Regions from separate parts of the Sus scrofa genome. Here region 1 is linked to region 2. The links are chromatin contacts, called in public Hi-C maps. All regions are on one chromosome and are shown on one strand. The core of a region is the stretch at or near the end of the contact, and the rest is flanking DNA. Distances in the headings are between cores, read along the strand shown. Region 1 has its middle 550 kb from the start of ZNF608. Region 2 has its middle 400 kb from the start of CSNK1G3.

The links. A called contact is a pair of places that touch in the nucleus more often than the background predicts.
Region 1: a contact with region 2 is called in a Hi-C map of skeletal muscle, with 4 times the contacts expected there. The contact joins two enhancer-like sites. A contact is called at or near these places in 2 of 47 Hi-C or Micro-C datasets (both in skeletal muscle) and 1 of 2 datasets of contacts at active chromatin or transcription factors (skeletal muscle).

What each region holds. Positions count from the first base shown.
Region 1 is chr2:127,602,151-127,606,304 of Sscrofa11.1, forward strand. No RefSeq gene overlaps it. Among named protein-coding and RNA genes, the nearest start is that of ZNF608, 550 kb to the right of the region's middle. Within about 2 kb of position 2,236, at least 2 of the 83 cell types and tissues checked have an H3K27ac peak or open chromatin away from gene starts, as enhancers often do. A contact at or near this core is called in skeletal muscle, where this site is marked.
Region 2 is chr2:127,413,607-127,417,838 of Sscrofa11.1, forward strand. No RefSeq gene overlaps it. Among named protein-coding and RNA genes, the nearest start is that of CSNK1G3, 400 kb to the left of the region's middle. Within about 2 kb of position 1,700, at least 10 of the 83 cell types and tissues checked have an H3K27ac peak or open chromatin away from gene starts, as enhancers often do. A contact at or near this core is called in skeletal muscle, where this site is marked.

The DNA of each region.
Region 1 (4,154 bases), core at 986-3,485, 190 kb after region 2:
TAAAGACAAAAATTCTTGAAACCAACCAGAGGAAAAATAACATCTTTAATGGAAAGCCATTCAAATTATAGCAGATTTCTCATCAGAAACAATTGAGGCTGGAAGGAAGTGGCACAACATTTTTCGAGTTCTAAAAGGAAATATCTGTCAACCTAGAATCCTATACCCAGTAAAAATATTCTAAAAGAAAGAAGTTAAAGTATTCAGATGAAGAAAAACTAAGATTATTTGTCACCAAACTTACCCTAAAAGAATGACTTAAAGAAATTCACTAAACAAAAAGAAACAATAAAAGATGGAAGCTTGGAACATCAGGAAGGAAAAACATGGTAAATAAAAATATGGAGAAATACAAAAGGTTTTGTTTTTCCTCTTGAGTTTTCTAAAGTAGGCTTCATGGCTGATGCAAAAATCATGACACTGTCTGATGTGGCTCTAAATATATAGATCTCTCTTTCTCTCTCTTTCTCATTCTCTATCTAACCACCAAAAAAGCCAAACAAAGAGATGCACTCAAAAACATGAATAACTCCAAAAAATATTCTAAGAAATGTTTCAGTAACTCACAAAAATGCGGGTAAGAAGAGAAATGAAACAGAGCCAAGAAACAAAATATAAAGATGGCAGACCGAAGCCCTAACATATCAATAACTACATTAAATCTCAATGGTCTGAACACATTCGTTAAAAGACAGAGAATGGCAAATTAAATTTTTTTTTAAAAAAAAGCTTCCAGCTCTATGCTGTCTACAAGACACTCACTACAAATACAGTGACACAGTCAGGTTGGAAGTACAAAGACCGAAAAAATATAACACTAAGAAAAATAAAGTAAAAACGGATATATTAAGATTAAATAAAGTATACTTTGGTACAAAAAAATAAAATCACCAGCCCCCAAAAGGAACATTATGTAATGATGAAAGGGTCAATAGACTAAGAAGATGTAGCAATCTTAAATGTGTATGCAGCTACCAAGAGAGCTATGAAATATATGAAGCAAAACTGATAAAAGTGAAAGGAGAAATGGACAAATCCATAATGAATACTTCAACACCACTCTCCCAATAATTGACAGAGCAGCTACACAGAAAATCAGCAAGAATACAGAATTCAACAACACCAACCAGGATCAAATCAACATCTTAATAGAGCACTACACCTCACAAGGACAGATTGCACATGCTTTTCAAGTGTGTATGAAATAAACACATACCATGACAGACCATATCCCAGTCCATAAATGTAAAAGAAATGAAACTGTGTAGAGTGCATCCTCCAAATACCAGAGAATAAAACTGAAATCAATAACAAAATGATAACTTTAAAATCTTCAAACACTTAGAAACCAAACAATACACTTCTAGATAATTCCTAGGTCAAATAGGGGAAAAAAAAAAATCAAGAGAAATTTTCAAAACCTGAAAATAGGTAAATTATACTTTTTTCTTATCATTTAGATATTTGTAGTAGATAACTGTTTACACAAAAAATGAAAATAATGTAGTGGGGTTTATAACATGTAAAAGTATGACAAAAATAGCACAAAGGTCAGGACAAGAAAAATCAAAGTATACTATTTCATACAAGTTATATATACACCAACATAGATGAATCTCAAAATAATTATGCTGAATAAAAGAAATCACAAAATGGAATACATATTATATGATTCCATATATATAATCTTAGGAAATATCAACTAATGTGTAAAGACAGAAAACAGATTAATGATTGCCTGAGGATGAACAGAGAACAAGGAGCAAGTGGGAAGATTACAAAAGGGCACAAAGAAATTTATGGAAATGATAGATCTGCTCATTACTTTAATTGTGGCAGTAGTGTCACAGGCATACACATATCTTAAAACTTATAAACATATACACTTCAAATCTGTGCAGATTTTTATGTCAATTATTCTGCAATAAAAAATGTTTTAAGAGTATAAAAATGAAATACAGAAATCACCTGAGGTCACGTAATTTTACACTTTTCTATGTATTTGCTTACTCACATGCTGCTTTTAAATCTGAGCAATTATAGCTTTTGTTGACTTTAAAGTATTTCAGTATTTGCTTGCAGAGATATTTGTTTTTATACTTCCCTATAATTAGATTATAATCTATGTGGCTCCTCTAAGTATGTGGAAAGGCTGCAGACATGTATAATGGGCACAGCCAAGACAGAGTGTAAACAAACTAAATGCCGCCAGGGATCAACTTCAGCTGCACATTCTTTGGCTGTTATTTTTAGTAAAAGAAATTAATGTGAATATTGAAGTGTCTCTGTCTTTGAATGAGGATCTCCAATGTGGATGTGAAACTTTCATCCAGTGCCAAGTACCAAAGTGGGAACTGGCTTCCCAAAGTTGTTTTTACTTGTAAGATTTCAAGTAGATATATTTCCATGCTTGTTAACTATCAGCTTCTGGGCATCCAGCCATAATTTTAAGACAGCTGAGAAAAGTGATTCTTAAAGTGTGTTTCACAGCCTATTGGAAATTTTCAAAGGGCTTCCAGTTTGATTCATAACTGCACTGAAAGGACAAAACACAGGACACTGTGGGCACTTAAGTGTTTTTCTCAGTCGCAAATTTAGATCTGTGTTCCAAGCCACAAAAGTCAACGCTCTTCTCCTATAGGATTAACTAAATAAAAACTTAAATTATATATCAAGAGGCTGATTAATTATGAGTAGACACTTTTGCATTTTTTCCTCAAAGTGCTCTGCAAACCAACCAAACCAGAACCATCTAAGAGCATGATAAAAATTCAAGTGTAGACTTCTGCCTCCCACCTAAACCTACTGTAGTGAATACATGAGCGATCAGACCAGGAACCTACACATTTTAAAAACACCCTAATGATTCCCACATATACCAAGATTTGACTGCTAGAGTTTTTGCCATCTGGATCTCACACCCCGCCAGAGTAGTAAAATATATTTCATGACATTTAGAACATATTACTGCCTTGTTTAACTGTGGACTGCTCTGTTGGTGACAACTTCCTTTATTCTTCTGTTTATGTTAAAGTGAGCTACAAGCAGAATTATAAGATCAAATTCAAAGATGATCAAGAAAACCAAGAGACTTCTTAGAAGTGGTATGAGAGACAAATGAGGAAACATTCAGGTGTGCATGTGTCAGTTTTGAAGAATGAAAATATTACTTTTAGATGACAATAACAAAACTCACTTCTAGTGAACGAAATAACTATTGAAGACATTGCAATGGGAAAAATATAATAATTATAAGCCTGAAACCTCGTTTTGTCACTGAAATGATTATTTTCATAATGTAATGTTTATGTGAGAAATTCAGTAAAAAATTCTAACAGAATCAATGGTGACAGAAAAGTTTTCAAAGATTACTGAGCTTTTATGAACCTACAACTATCCAGGGAAGGGGATCAACATCAAAGAATCTGGCTACACCTGGCCAACCTTCTAGACATGCTTTCAATTTTCATACTCAGAGTTTCTCATTTGGAAGAAATTAAATTAGCACTGTAATAACCTAATGGGTATTTATAGTTGTAGGTTAATAACTGTAGGTCAAATAGAAATGTTTGGGCCCTTGGGCTAAGCAAGAGATGGTGTAGACACTAGGCCATGTAGACAAAGGCCAAGTTTAAAAAACAGCGGAGTTAAAATACACTGTTGTAAATGGAGCACGTCTTCATTCAGCGTAAGGAGAAAGCAGTTAAGATCACAGTGGTTCCTTTTGGTGTCAGAGTAGGTGCTCTTCCAACACCTCATTATCCGCTGACTAACCAACATACCACAGTCAGTGAGGGGAGAAGAGCTGGTGAGGGAATAATCCTGGATTCGGAAGCTTGGACAACAGTATTCAGCTCAGGTCTCAATTTAGAGACTCCAACGCTAGCCACTCCTCTGGTGCTAACAACTAAACTATAAGTCTGAATTACTGACTCATGTTTGCAAGGAATGGCAAGGCAAGGCTTGTAGGAGAGCAAAGCCTAGACTGTGAGATAAGAATGCCAGGTTGCTTCTGTGCAGTATTTCCTAAGTGTTTTCCTTCCATTTTGTATATCAGAAGAGAAGGCTTAGAGACATTGGTGAGCCAGGTAAAAGAGTGTCCTCACTGTGATTTAAAGAAGTCACAGAGGGAGTTCCCATCATCGCTCAGTAGT
Region 2 (4,232 bases), core at 450-2,949:
GGAAGTCCTAGTCAAAGCAATTAAGCAAGAAAAATAAATTAATTGCATCCAAATTGGCACAGAAGACTAAAACTGTCATTCCTTGTAGATGACATGACATTATATATAGACATCCTTAAGACTTCACTAAAAACTTAAAACTAAAAAATTCAGTAAAAATGCAGAATATAAAATCAATATACATAAATCTGTTGTGTTTCTATACACTAAAACAAACTATCAGAGAAATTAAGAAAATAATTCCATTTATAATTGCATTAAAAATAACTCCTGGTAGATACAGGAGTTATTTTTATTATTGCTATTTTACAGTTTCTGAAACCAAAAAAAAAAAAAAGTGCCAAGTCCAAGATATAAAACAAAAAATCCTAAACAAAAAGAAATTAGTAAGTGGTGAATCCATGATTCAATTCAGATATTCTGATTCCAAGAGTATAAGACCATACAAGGGGCCAAAATTCCATGATTCTCATTTACTTACAAAAGCATTATATTTTAAAAGTTACTTTTCTATCTTAAGGGAGGAAAAGCACAACTTACTTATGAGTAAGATTTAGCCTTTAACAAGTTTACACAATTTTGTGAAATATAAAAATAACACTGACAGTTGGGGTTACATGGGATATTAAGAATGGCAGTGGGAACCATGGAGAATTTTGGTAGATTTTCTGCTCAAATGCTCTGCAATGTGTTTATGAGGCTTTTTGCATTTTCACTTTGTCGCAATCTATACCACAGGATAATTATTCTTCAGTAGTCTTCAGGAATATTTTACCAGTGAATCCTGCCAATATTCTGATGACAGAGATTACATTTACAAAGTCAAATAAAAACAAAGTATAGATGTACAGTAACTCTCTGGTAGGTGGAATTTAGAAACTGCCGTCTTAGTACGTTGCCCTGATTCCAGTCATGGAAAAGGAAGCATGTTCAGTTGAAACTGCTGCTGAAACTGTGAATTCCTCACAAGAGTGTTCACTGCAGAACCAGAGTAAAGGGATCAGAATCCATCATTTCAGGGCTCAGTGGGAAGCTCTGCAGGCTACAGATTTTGTGTCACAGTCTTTTTCTAACTCCCTTCATTCCTGAGCTTTGGGAAAGATCGTTGGATTACTTACAAGTGGTTATTTGACTCTTTAAGGCCAGCAGAAAAAGATGAAATTTATGGTAATTTTTCTTCCAGTAAAATTAAGTACCTGATTTATTAAGTAAGAGGTAATTTAATATGCATATTTAAACAACGGATCATTAGCACTTCATTTTTTAAGATCTTTCACAACAGGGCAGGGCTGACAGATGATTTTTTTGCTCCTTGTTTTTAAATGACTTTATGGTCATTCTTTATTTCTCTTGAAGTCATCTGGAATCCAGGCACTTCTGACCCCTGGTCTTTTTCCTTCACCACAGAAACTTGGTTTGCCACATCAGAAGTGTTATATAGCTCATTTGCACTGCAAAAAGATCCAAGGAACCGGTGAATTGTAGCTGCTTTTAAAAAAAAGAGTTGAAAAAAATCAATAATAAATTATCTTCCTATACAGCAGTTTAGGTTCTTTGCACGTCCCCTCTGACATGTAGATGTAGTTATAAATTGATTTAGTTGGGGACCATAAAGAATCTCACTTGCTCTGGACTGCCTGGTGAAGGTGCATTAGCGAAATAAAAATAACCCACCTTGTCAGAGGGCCTTTCTAGGAGCTGCCGAACCCAGCAAGTTATTTTTATAGTTTAATGAGCTAGGCCCTGGCTTCCACAGGGAGACACAGCAAGTGGAGTGCTTCATAATTTACTGCTGTAAAATGATCTGGATTCATGTTGTCTATAAAACATGAAAAACATTCTTCATTCCTTACCAATTAGATCATAGTTACAACTCACAGTTCCTTTGAGCTTAAAAGAAAAAATTTAACTGCTAGACATAAATGAATGCTGTGGTTAAATTAAACCCTTCAACAGCCCAAACAGGCTTGAAAGAAATGCCTTCTGGATGTTATTAACACGCATATTTAAGTGCTATTTTTAAATTTTAACTGCAAGCCATAGCAAGCCAAATGTTTAGAATAGCTATTTTGGCATCACAGCATTACTTTTCACATTTTTTTTCCATCTTTAATAATTCTTTCCAATAATTCTTTCACCTTTTATTATATTAAACTTTTTTTGTGGAGATAGGAAACTTGTTTTATGAAAATAACTCTTTCAGGAAAAAACAAACAATGGCAATGGAGTAGTGTAATAGAAAGTTCTGTACATTTATTATGTCAACAGGATAATGTTTCATTTTCTATGAGTATTCTAACATTGCTGAGAAATGACAATTTCAGTTCAACTTTTTAAAGGTTTCTTTAGAATTATTTAAAAATATATTATTTGTAGAAAACTTGAAACATAACTATGAGGAAGACAATAAAAACCACCCTTACCAAAGAAAAATTTTGATGTAAAGCTCTTACATGCGCGTGTGTTTGTGTACACAGCTGACTTTTGAAATATGAAGTGGTTAGGTTTTATAACCCTCTGCACATTCAAAAATATAAGTCTAAACCCACACTGAGCCCTCCCTATGCGTGGTTCCACATCTGCAGTGGATTCAGCCCACCTCAGATCATGTAATACTGCGGTACTCTTGAAAAAAAAAAATCCACATATAATGGACGTTCATGGTTCAAAGCTGTGTTGTTCAAGGCTCAACTTTTTATGTGAATTTATATGTGTAAATGTGTGTGTGAGAGAGAGTTTTGGTTTCTGTATTGTCTATGTCATAAAAATAAAGATTTTCTTATGTCATTAGATATTTTTTGAACACATGATATGCTAGTTTGCCAAGGCTGCCATAACCAAAAATCCCAGACTGAATTGTTTATAAAACGGCAATTTATTTTCTGGAAGCTGAAAGTCCAAGATCAGGTTTGGTTTCTCCTGAGGCCTCTCTCTTGATTGGCACATGGCAGCTTTCAGTCTGTATCCGAACATGTCCTTTTCTCTTTAAGTGAATATTATTCTCTTTAAGTGCATATTATCTTTCTTTTCTGATAAGGACACCAGTTTTATTTTGACTAGGACCCCACCTTTGCAATTTCATTTAACCTTAAATTATCTCTGTAAAGGCACTATCTCTAAATACAGTCACCTTGGAGGTTAGGGCTTCAACATATTACATTTTGTGAGTGACATAATTCAGTCCATAAAACATAACTTTAAAAGTGCACATGGTACAGAAAAGAAAATCATGGACTTGCAGAATAGACTTGTGGTTGCCAAGGGGGAGGAGGAGGCAGTGGAGTGGTTGGGGAGCTTGGGGTTAATAAATACAAACCATTGCCTTTGGAATGGATTAGCAATGAGATGCTGCTGTGTAGCAATGGGAACTACGTCTAGGCACTTATGATGGAGCATGATAATGTGCGAAAAGAGAATGTGTACGTGTATGTGTCACTGGGTCACCATGCTGTACAGTAGACAAAAAAGAAAATGTATTGGGGAAATAACTATTAAAAAAAAAGTGCACGTGGTATTTTGCCTTACACATGCCTTTTATCTTCCTAATTCTCCTAGTTTTAGACCATTAGAATTTTTGACAGATTCTGCTATTAATCATAGTACTGTTATCTGCATTTTATATATGCAGAATACACTTCTGTATTTTTATCTACATCTTTGATAATTTCTTTAGTATATGTGCTACTGAAACAAGCAGTCAGATAATTTAACATACATTACTAGAAGTGAAATTACTAGATCAGAAAATCAACATTTTAAGTCTATCCTTAAGATATATATATCTTATTCTAGAAACATTATGGTTCTTGCATTTATGTATAGGCCTGTAATTCATCTGTTATTATTTTGATATGAAGTGAGGTAGGAATAGTGATTCATGTTTTCCCATAACTATTTCCAACTGTTATTTGCAGCATTTGTTTAAGAGTTTAACTTGGTGATTTAGTTGGGAAAAAAGTCAATTGATTGTTAAAAAAAATAGACCTATACGTGTACATTTTAAAAGTTTTACTGACATATTGTTGACTTATAAGGTTGTGACAATTTCTGCTGTACAACAAAATTATTCAGCCAAATATATACACATATCCATTCTCTTTCAGATTCTTTTCCCACATACATTAGTACAGAACATTGGGTAGAGTTCTCTGTGCTCTAATGCAGGTCCCTGTTGGCCAATCATTCCATATACCTTAGTGTGCATATCCCAATCCCAAACCCCCAGTCCATCT